Regions from separate parts of the Mus musculus genome. Here region 1 is linked to region 2. A link is a contact called in public HiCAR-type data. All regions are on one chromosome and are shown on one strand. The core of a region is the stretch at or near the end of the contact, and the rest is flanking DNA. Distances in the headings are between cores, read along the strand shown.

The links. HiCAR-type assays count read pairs that join an accessible place to other places.
Region 1: a contact with region 2 is called in a HiCAR-type map of astrocytes, with 13 times the contacts expected there. The contact joins the promoter of Ube2e2 here to the promoter of Rarb in region 2. A contact is called at or near these places in 1 of 39 promoter capture datasets (liver) and 1 of 115 datasets of contacts at active chromatin or transcription factors (astrocytes).

What each region holds. Positions count from the first base shown.
Region 1 is chr14:18,891,772-18,895,397 of GRCm38.p6, forward strand. It overlaps Ube2e2 (ubiquitin-conjugating enzyme E2E 2), which reads right to left and starts at 2,000. Exons shown (of 6, transcript NM_144839.2): 1 at 1,814-2,000.
Region 2 is chr14:16,574,155-16,577,877 of GRCm38.p6, forward strand. Rarb (retinoic acid receptor, beta) reads right to left here and starts at 1,322. Exons shown (of 8, transcript NM_011243.2): 1 at 704-1,322. The coding sequence starts at 860.

The DNA.
Region 1 (3,626 bases), core at 750-3,249, 2.3 Mb after region 2:
GATTGTGTACTCTGGCACAATTAACTCTTATGAGAGGAAATCCTCTGCAGGTCACTCAAATGAACTATGTATAAAATTGGTGCCTTGTCTCTCTAAAGTAAAAATGAGTAGGTCCCTGAATTAAAACTTCTACATATTAACTTCTCTGGCATTTTAAAATTAATTCCTAAAGAGCTAATTCCCTAACCTAGAAGGAAGCTAAATTCCAGGGATCTAAACACAAATACATCCTCCAATGACAGTTTCAAAGATCTTAAGACACCTAAAGTGATATTTTTACTTCAGATTCAAGTAACCCTTAGTTTCTAACTAAATATAAACATATTACATTTAGGTATTTAAACACACTCATTCTTTTTGAGCTTTATTGACTATGTGCTCTGTGATGTCATCAGGCTCTGGAAATTCCCAGCACATAGTGAGTGAAATTAGCGTGTTTCAGAAAAACTTACGGATCTAAACAAATCCCACCGATGAAACCAACAGTACTCAAGTCCACATTACTATTCAAATCATCAAATGTCATGATTTTTAAAAACTTAGAAAAGCAAGTATTCATTTGTGCAGCTGCAACAGGAAAATGTGAACTTGCATTGGCATACCAGTTTTTCTACTTGTGATTTCTGAACTTTTCCAAAACATAAAATACTTTATATTATACGCCAAACCTGTAGCGCTATCCAGCTTCCCAAGTGTCTGAAAAGATATTTATTTGGAAAATAAAAGTGGAGCACCTGATTGAGGGAAGTGCTGTGCCCTAGAGGAAAGAGCTCAAGGTATGACATATGAAAACACTCCATCTTCACCATCACCCACAAACAAGACTGCCAAGCGCCCAGGAGCATCCTGACTGCCTGAAGAAAGACAAATATTTAGATTCCCAAGATTGCATTTCTAGAGCATGCTTTTCAAAATCCAAGGATTTAAAACTAAGATGAGCTTTAAAAAAATCTTAAAAACAGTAAGGTAATCAGAGGTAAGTCCTAGCACATTCTTTTGTACTTTAAAATGGAAATACTCAAGTAGACCCTCAAAATTACAAAATACAAGGTTAGAGGATAAGAATCTTGCAAATCAGCAAATAAGTCCAAGAGCTGCCACCAAGCCCAGGGTGATGATGTCTCTCTAATGCGGCCTTAATTTCCTTTAGGGAAGATGGATGGGGCATTTCTGGTTAGTTGTGGAAAAAGAGACACAAGAAGCCAGGCTTTATGTTCATTAGAATTGGAAAAGGGCAAATGGATCAAAACATTAGTAGCGAAGAGGGGGTGGGTGGGGGTGGGAGGACAAGGGTAATCCAGTTTCCAATCAGGCCAGTGGGTGCTGCAGAGAAGCCAGAGGAAAACTGGCTTCGGAGCCAAACTGTGCCAAGCATCGGGCATTACAAAAGACCAGTGTGACAACCCACACCCCGGGGCATCACGCACACACCCAGCGGGTACTCCCTCACCCTCACCTCCTGTAGCAATTATGCAATTTGGGAAGAGCTCCGGACAGCCGGGCACTTTGCGCCGCGACATCCATCCTGGACTTTGCGGAGACTTAGTTCCTGGCTGCGGTGGGCTCGGGAGGGGAGGGGAGAGGTCCTCGTGGGCGAAGGACGGCCACACTCTGCGGGACGGGGGAGGGGCGCGCGGGCCCCAGCGGACACGCGCAGGGTCAGGGAGGCCTGCGGGGCCGCGGGCGCGCACCCGAGCCGAGGCCGCGGCGGGGGCGGGGATCTCGCCGGGCTGGCCCTCGCCGCGTGGGGTCCCCGCGCGCCCCACGCCGCGGCTCTGGCCGCGGCCACGCCCGCCCGCCCTCACCTACTCACCTCGCGGCGTCGCCCGCGCTCCAGCCGCGGCTCCGACGCCGAGTCCGGGAGTGAAACCGCCGCCTCCGCGAGCCGCCGCCGCCGCCACCGCCGCCGCCGCCCGCCGTCCGCGCGCGCCCCCTCCCAAGCGCGCGCTCGCCCTGCCTGCCCTGAGAGCCCGCGACAGCGCGAGCCCCACGTCGGCCTCGCGGTGTCGCGCCCGCGAGCCCGCGACGCGATTTAGCCCCGCCCCCGCCGGCGCGTGCCCGCTCGAGGACCTGTGAGGTGCGCGCGCAAAAGTAAAGTGACAGCTGAGTCCTGGGCTGGGCGGGCCGGAGCAAAGGCGGGTTAGGGCGAAGGGAAAGGGAGGAGGGAAATCGAGGCTCAACGGCGGCGGGAAGGGAGGGACGAGAGGACCTTGAGGAGCGCACGAATTAAAGGGACACGCGGGCTAAGGGGTGGGGTTGCGCTTCAATAAGGTGCAGTGCGGCGGACTGGGATGAGGGGTAGGGAGAACACACACACACACACACACACACACACACACACACACACACCTGCACCACCAGCTCGTGCTCGCGCAGGACCCACCTGCACCGCTGTTGGAAAACTTCGCGTGGGCCCGGGTGAAGCCACATTTTACCCCTTAACTGCTGCAGGGAAGGTCCTGCGGTGCCTAGTCCTGTCCAGGGCTGCTAGCTGTCACTCTGGGAGGCTGGGGAGGGCGGGGCGGGACGAAGGGGGCAGCACTATCAGAGCAAGTGGGAGGCTGCCACTGTGCCTGAAAGACACAGGTGGGATAGTAGCCATGCTGTGGGTGGCCTGAGGAATATAAGGTTGCCCTGTCATTGTAGCCCAAAATAGCTACTTAAAACAAAACAAAACAAAACAAAACAAAAACCTGCACATGCTTTGTTAACTCAGCGCCCATGAACTCACTTCACCACCACCACCACCACCACCACCACCACCACCACCACCACCACCACCACCACCCACACACACACACACACAACACCTCCAGCCTATCATAACCGCTGAGATCTAGGACTACTCTTAACTTCTGTGAGGATTCTTGGGAGTGGCTGAGCCCATGCACTAGTCCTGCTCAGCAGAGAGGGCTAAAGACAGACCTCCATTTCAAGTATGGTCCAAATCACTTGAACAGTGCTAGCCAATACATAGGAAACCATGGGAAACCCAACCTACCAGATGCCATAGGCCACCATGGGAATGTGAAGTTCTGAGTCAATCAAGCAGCCTAAACAACTAGTGCAAAAAGACCCCAGAGACTAGAGCAATACAAGACTCATAACCTGTATCTGGAACAGAAAATGCTTCCACGAGATACATTCAAGAACTGGCTTTTAACCAATTACATCACTGAAAACTGCCCAAAGCAGCTAGTAATGTCTAGCCTGGAACTGACTACTGAGAAAAAAAAAATGACAGCACCTTTGTCCTTACGAATGTCAGCTCAAGAATGTATGAGAGGAAGAGTTAGAAATGAGTGAAACCTGGTTTTCTGGTTTGTGTGGCCACTTAAATCTGTCTCATGGTGTGTGTATTTCCGACATAGTACAGTGTATTAGTAGAAATGCATCATATTTAGAATATGATCAAATACAGTATTTCATAGACAGTCTTAACCTCATGAACTCTTTGCCTATTCCCATTCTTCTGATTATGTTTCAAGAATACAGAAGTAGCAGAGCCTTGACTGTGTTTTGAAACCCTTTAAAAATTGTTTTGTTTTGATGCTGGGATTTGACCCAGGGCTTCAACAGGCTAAGCAGGCACAGAAGTTCTGCCACTGAACTCTACATCCTGCCTC
Region 2 (3,723 bases), core at 72-2,571:
AAATAATGAATGGCCAGCCCGAGGGGTGTTGGTGACCAGGAGTAACCTAGCAAAACAGAAACTTCTTAGACCAACAAAGTAACTCGGAGAGATGGCAGTGGGGTCACAGCTAAGACATATTGCCTTTTCTCGGTGAAGGGAACGAGGGAGGCAGCATCTTGCACCATCCTGCCCGGTACATTATGAACTCTGATTAACCGCCTTTACACGGTTGCATTCCTTGAAGAGACCATGTCATATTTTAATTACTTTGCACTGTTGAAATACATAAGGGGGAAGTGTTACTGAGCTCGTGGCTAATCCCAGCAAAGTTAAGTCCCCTCTCTACCCGTTACACAAATTGCATGGAATATCAGATTGCACTACTTGAAGAATGTTCAAAGTCCGTGGTCACCTTCTATTTTTCCCCTTCCTTTCGTACTTATTTAAAAACAAACAAACAAACAAACAAAAAACACCTATCTTCAAGAAAGAATAGGGTGGTAAGGGAGAACAGGGGCGCAGGAGCGTTTCAAGAAACCTCTCCAAGGGAATTTCAGCAGAGGGAATCCATATGCATGGCAGCCTATCACACCCCTTCAGCATTAAATCATTAAACCCTTTGTCTTGCCACCACTGCACTTTATTCCAGTGTCTTTATTGCATGCAAGAGAGACATTTATTTTTCCTTGGTAAAAGAAAGGAAAAAAAATAATAAACCTACATTGAGCAGTATGCCGGTGCTGCCATTCGGCCTGGGTGAATCCACTGAGGCAGGCTTTGAGAGCCTTTTCCTGCAGCATGCAGGAGGAAGGGCTCGCGGTGTAGAAATCCAGGATCTGCCCGGGACTCACTGACAGAACATCCATACAGTCAAACATGATCTCTCCGCACCGCGCTCTGCAAAAGTGCTTATCCTCTAGGTGTGGAGGCGAGCCGCACAGAAAAGTCCACGAACTCCATCAAACTCTGCCCCTTTTTTGGCACGTAGGCTGTTGGTCTTTTTCCCAGCCCCGAATCATGAATTATGACAGACAAGCCAGCTAAAAGCCTGTAATTGATCCAAATGATCATTTACCATTTTCCAGGCTCGCTCGGCCGATCCAGCCAGGGCGGGGGTTCCCGCACCGATCCCAAGTTCTCCCTTCCAGGCGACGCCCGCGCAGGCCTCCGGGAGCGCGCGGGTCCTACCCCGCCGGTGCCCAGACGCTCCCTGCCCGGGTGGCTCGCGTCCTCTGCATCCCAGTCTTGTGGCCGCGGCGCACGGGAACTCTGGTCCCCCCCTTTGGCAAAGAATAGACCCTCCTGCCTCGGAGCAGCTCACTTCCTACCACTTCTGTCACACGGAATGAAAGATTGAATTGCCTAATATATGCGAGTGAACTTTCGGTGAACCCTTCCCGGGCTGCTAACCTTCAAATGACCCAACCAGTCTGACATCACCAACTCCCAGGATTCTCACAGCGCTTAAAAACTCCCAGCAGCCCTGCAAGAGCCTTCAGCCAGCGAGTCCGCGGCCAGCCGCGCGGTGCTCCCCACGGCTCAGCGTGCAAACAATGCCAGGAGCGCAGGGAGGAGCGGGAGTGCGGCTGCGGTTTGCGCCTTTTCATCGGCCGGCCCTGGCAGGGAGACCCTCGCCCTCAGCTCGCCTCTGAAATTCCTCTCTGCTCTCCTGTTCCTGGCCAAGCCCTTGCAACTTAGGTATCTTTCCACTCCCGTAAAAGCACTCCGCAAGCCCCGAACTGCCCATCAGGAGCCCCGCCACCGCTCGCAGAGGGAAGCCTCTGGGGCCGGGAAACTTTCCATTAAGCCTGCCGTCTTTTTATTCCTTCTTCATATTATTATTATTATTATTATTATTATTATTTCCTCCCTTTTTCTCACTCTTTCAGGCTTTAGCTGAGCTCGCTGAAGGGATTGTCCTAGCTCCGGAGGGGAGAGAAAAGTCCCTTCTGGGATCTACTTAGACTTTAAAAACCCTGCAGGCAGAAACACCTGGAGCAGTCACAGATTAGTTGCACCAAACTCTGTTCCTAATCTCACCTTTCTCTTCTTTCTATCCACCACCTCCCTCCCCCCACCCCCCACCCCCCACCCCCCATTGCCAATCGCACTCTCACAAACACAGAAAGTGAAAGGCAAAACACAGAGACTGAGGTGTGTGTGTGTGTGTGTGTGTGTGTGTGTGTGTGAGAGAGAGAGAGAGAGAGAGAGAGAGAGACAGACAGACAGAGAGAGATATAGAGACAGAGAGAGACAGAGAGAGATATAGAGACAGAGAGAGACAGAGAGAGATATAGAGACAGAGAGAGACAGAGAGAGATATAGAGACAGAGAGAGAGAGACAGAGAAAGAATTTTAGATTCTGGTTTGCTGGTTGGTGAAAACAGTAACTCTGTCACTGGCCATCTGTGTGTCTAGGAAAATACTGATTTTCTCTAGGACCCAGTTTTCTCATCTGTATACCATCCATAGAACGTAAATAACTACCTGTCACTTCTCAATAAACACACAAAAGGAATATTAGCAGTGTCTCAGCCTCCTGTTTCTAGCTGTGGGACTTTTGCCAAGGATACCCAGACCTTCCTGAGGCTACAGTGTTCAGCAGTTAGTAGACTTGTGCCCTGTCTGAACCCACGCCAATCCTCAGTCTATGCACAGAGTGTTGGTGGCCACTTCGTCAGGCACAGGTCCCCACACATAACGTGGAGTTTGAAAATACTCCTCATACTGGGCAAGTATGAGGGTTTTATAATTCTGAAAGCTAGACTTGGCTCAGACCACCCCTGTCCAATTATACCTGTTTTAAAAAAATACAAATAAAAAACCTAATCTTCAGACAAGAGGATTTCTCTTTTCTTTTTTTAACTGGTTACACTGACTCAGCCTAGGGGAAGGAGCAGAATTTTTTTTAGTTGTTCTCAAAAACCCAGAGGCAATTAATATAGATGCAGCCAAACAGCCAGCACTTTCAAAAAGGGAAGCCACCTGCAGCTAGCTTCCAACTTCTCCATTGGAAAGAAGATGCCGGGCAGAGCCAGACTCTGCTTCCTTCTCTGCCAAGCTGGGAATTCTCCCACAGGAGGCTGGCAAGGAAATGGGTGGGGAAGCCCTGACTCCTGTCTTCCTTTGTGGGCAGTGCAGGGAGGGAAGGACACTGACACACAGGGGAGCCTGTCAGGTACACCCACCCTTGCTGAAATGCCCTTCTGACTAGTTTGCTATTATTTGGCTGTCCTGGCACAGGATGGGAGCATGCTGCACACTCCTCCTTAGGGAGTGAGTGTCCCTAAGAAAGCCCTCTATACCTGCAGCATAGGAAGCTCAGCGTGCTGAAGGGAGAGCTCTCACTGGAAGTGCACACTGTTTTGCTTTCCTTTCTGTAGCCATTTTGTTAGAAACTTGTCAACTACAAAGACAACACACATTACAAAGCGACCACTTAACTGACCACCACTGAACAATTGTAAAGATACAAAACGCTGGGCTATGTGTGACTTTCTGCTTGGCCCAAGAGACTTACTGTCCCTGAATGCTTCCTTGAGGTCTTGGGTTCCCTGGAAACAGAGTCACGAGCACCTAGTATTGGAGGTGGAGGAAAAGGTATGGGCAGAGGGGAGAGGAACTGAACAGAACTGAAATAAGTTAGAGGTGAGAAAGCTTGGCACCATGGCAGATACCTGTGTCTCAGGTGCCCTTTCTCCAGGAGGCTGCTGCACTTCCTTGTGGAAATTGCTAATAATG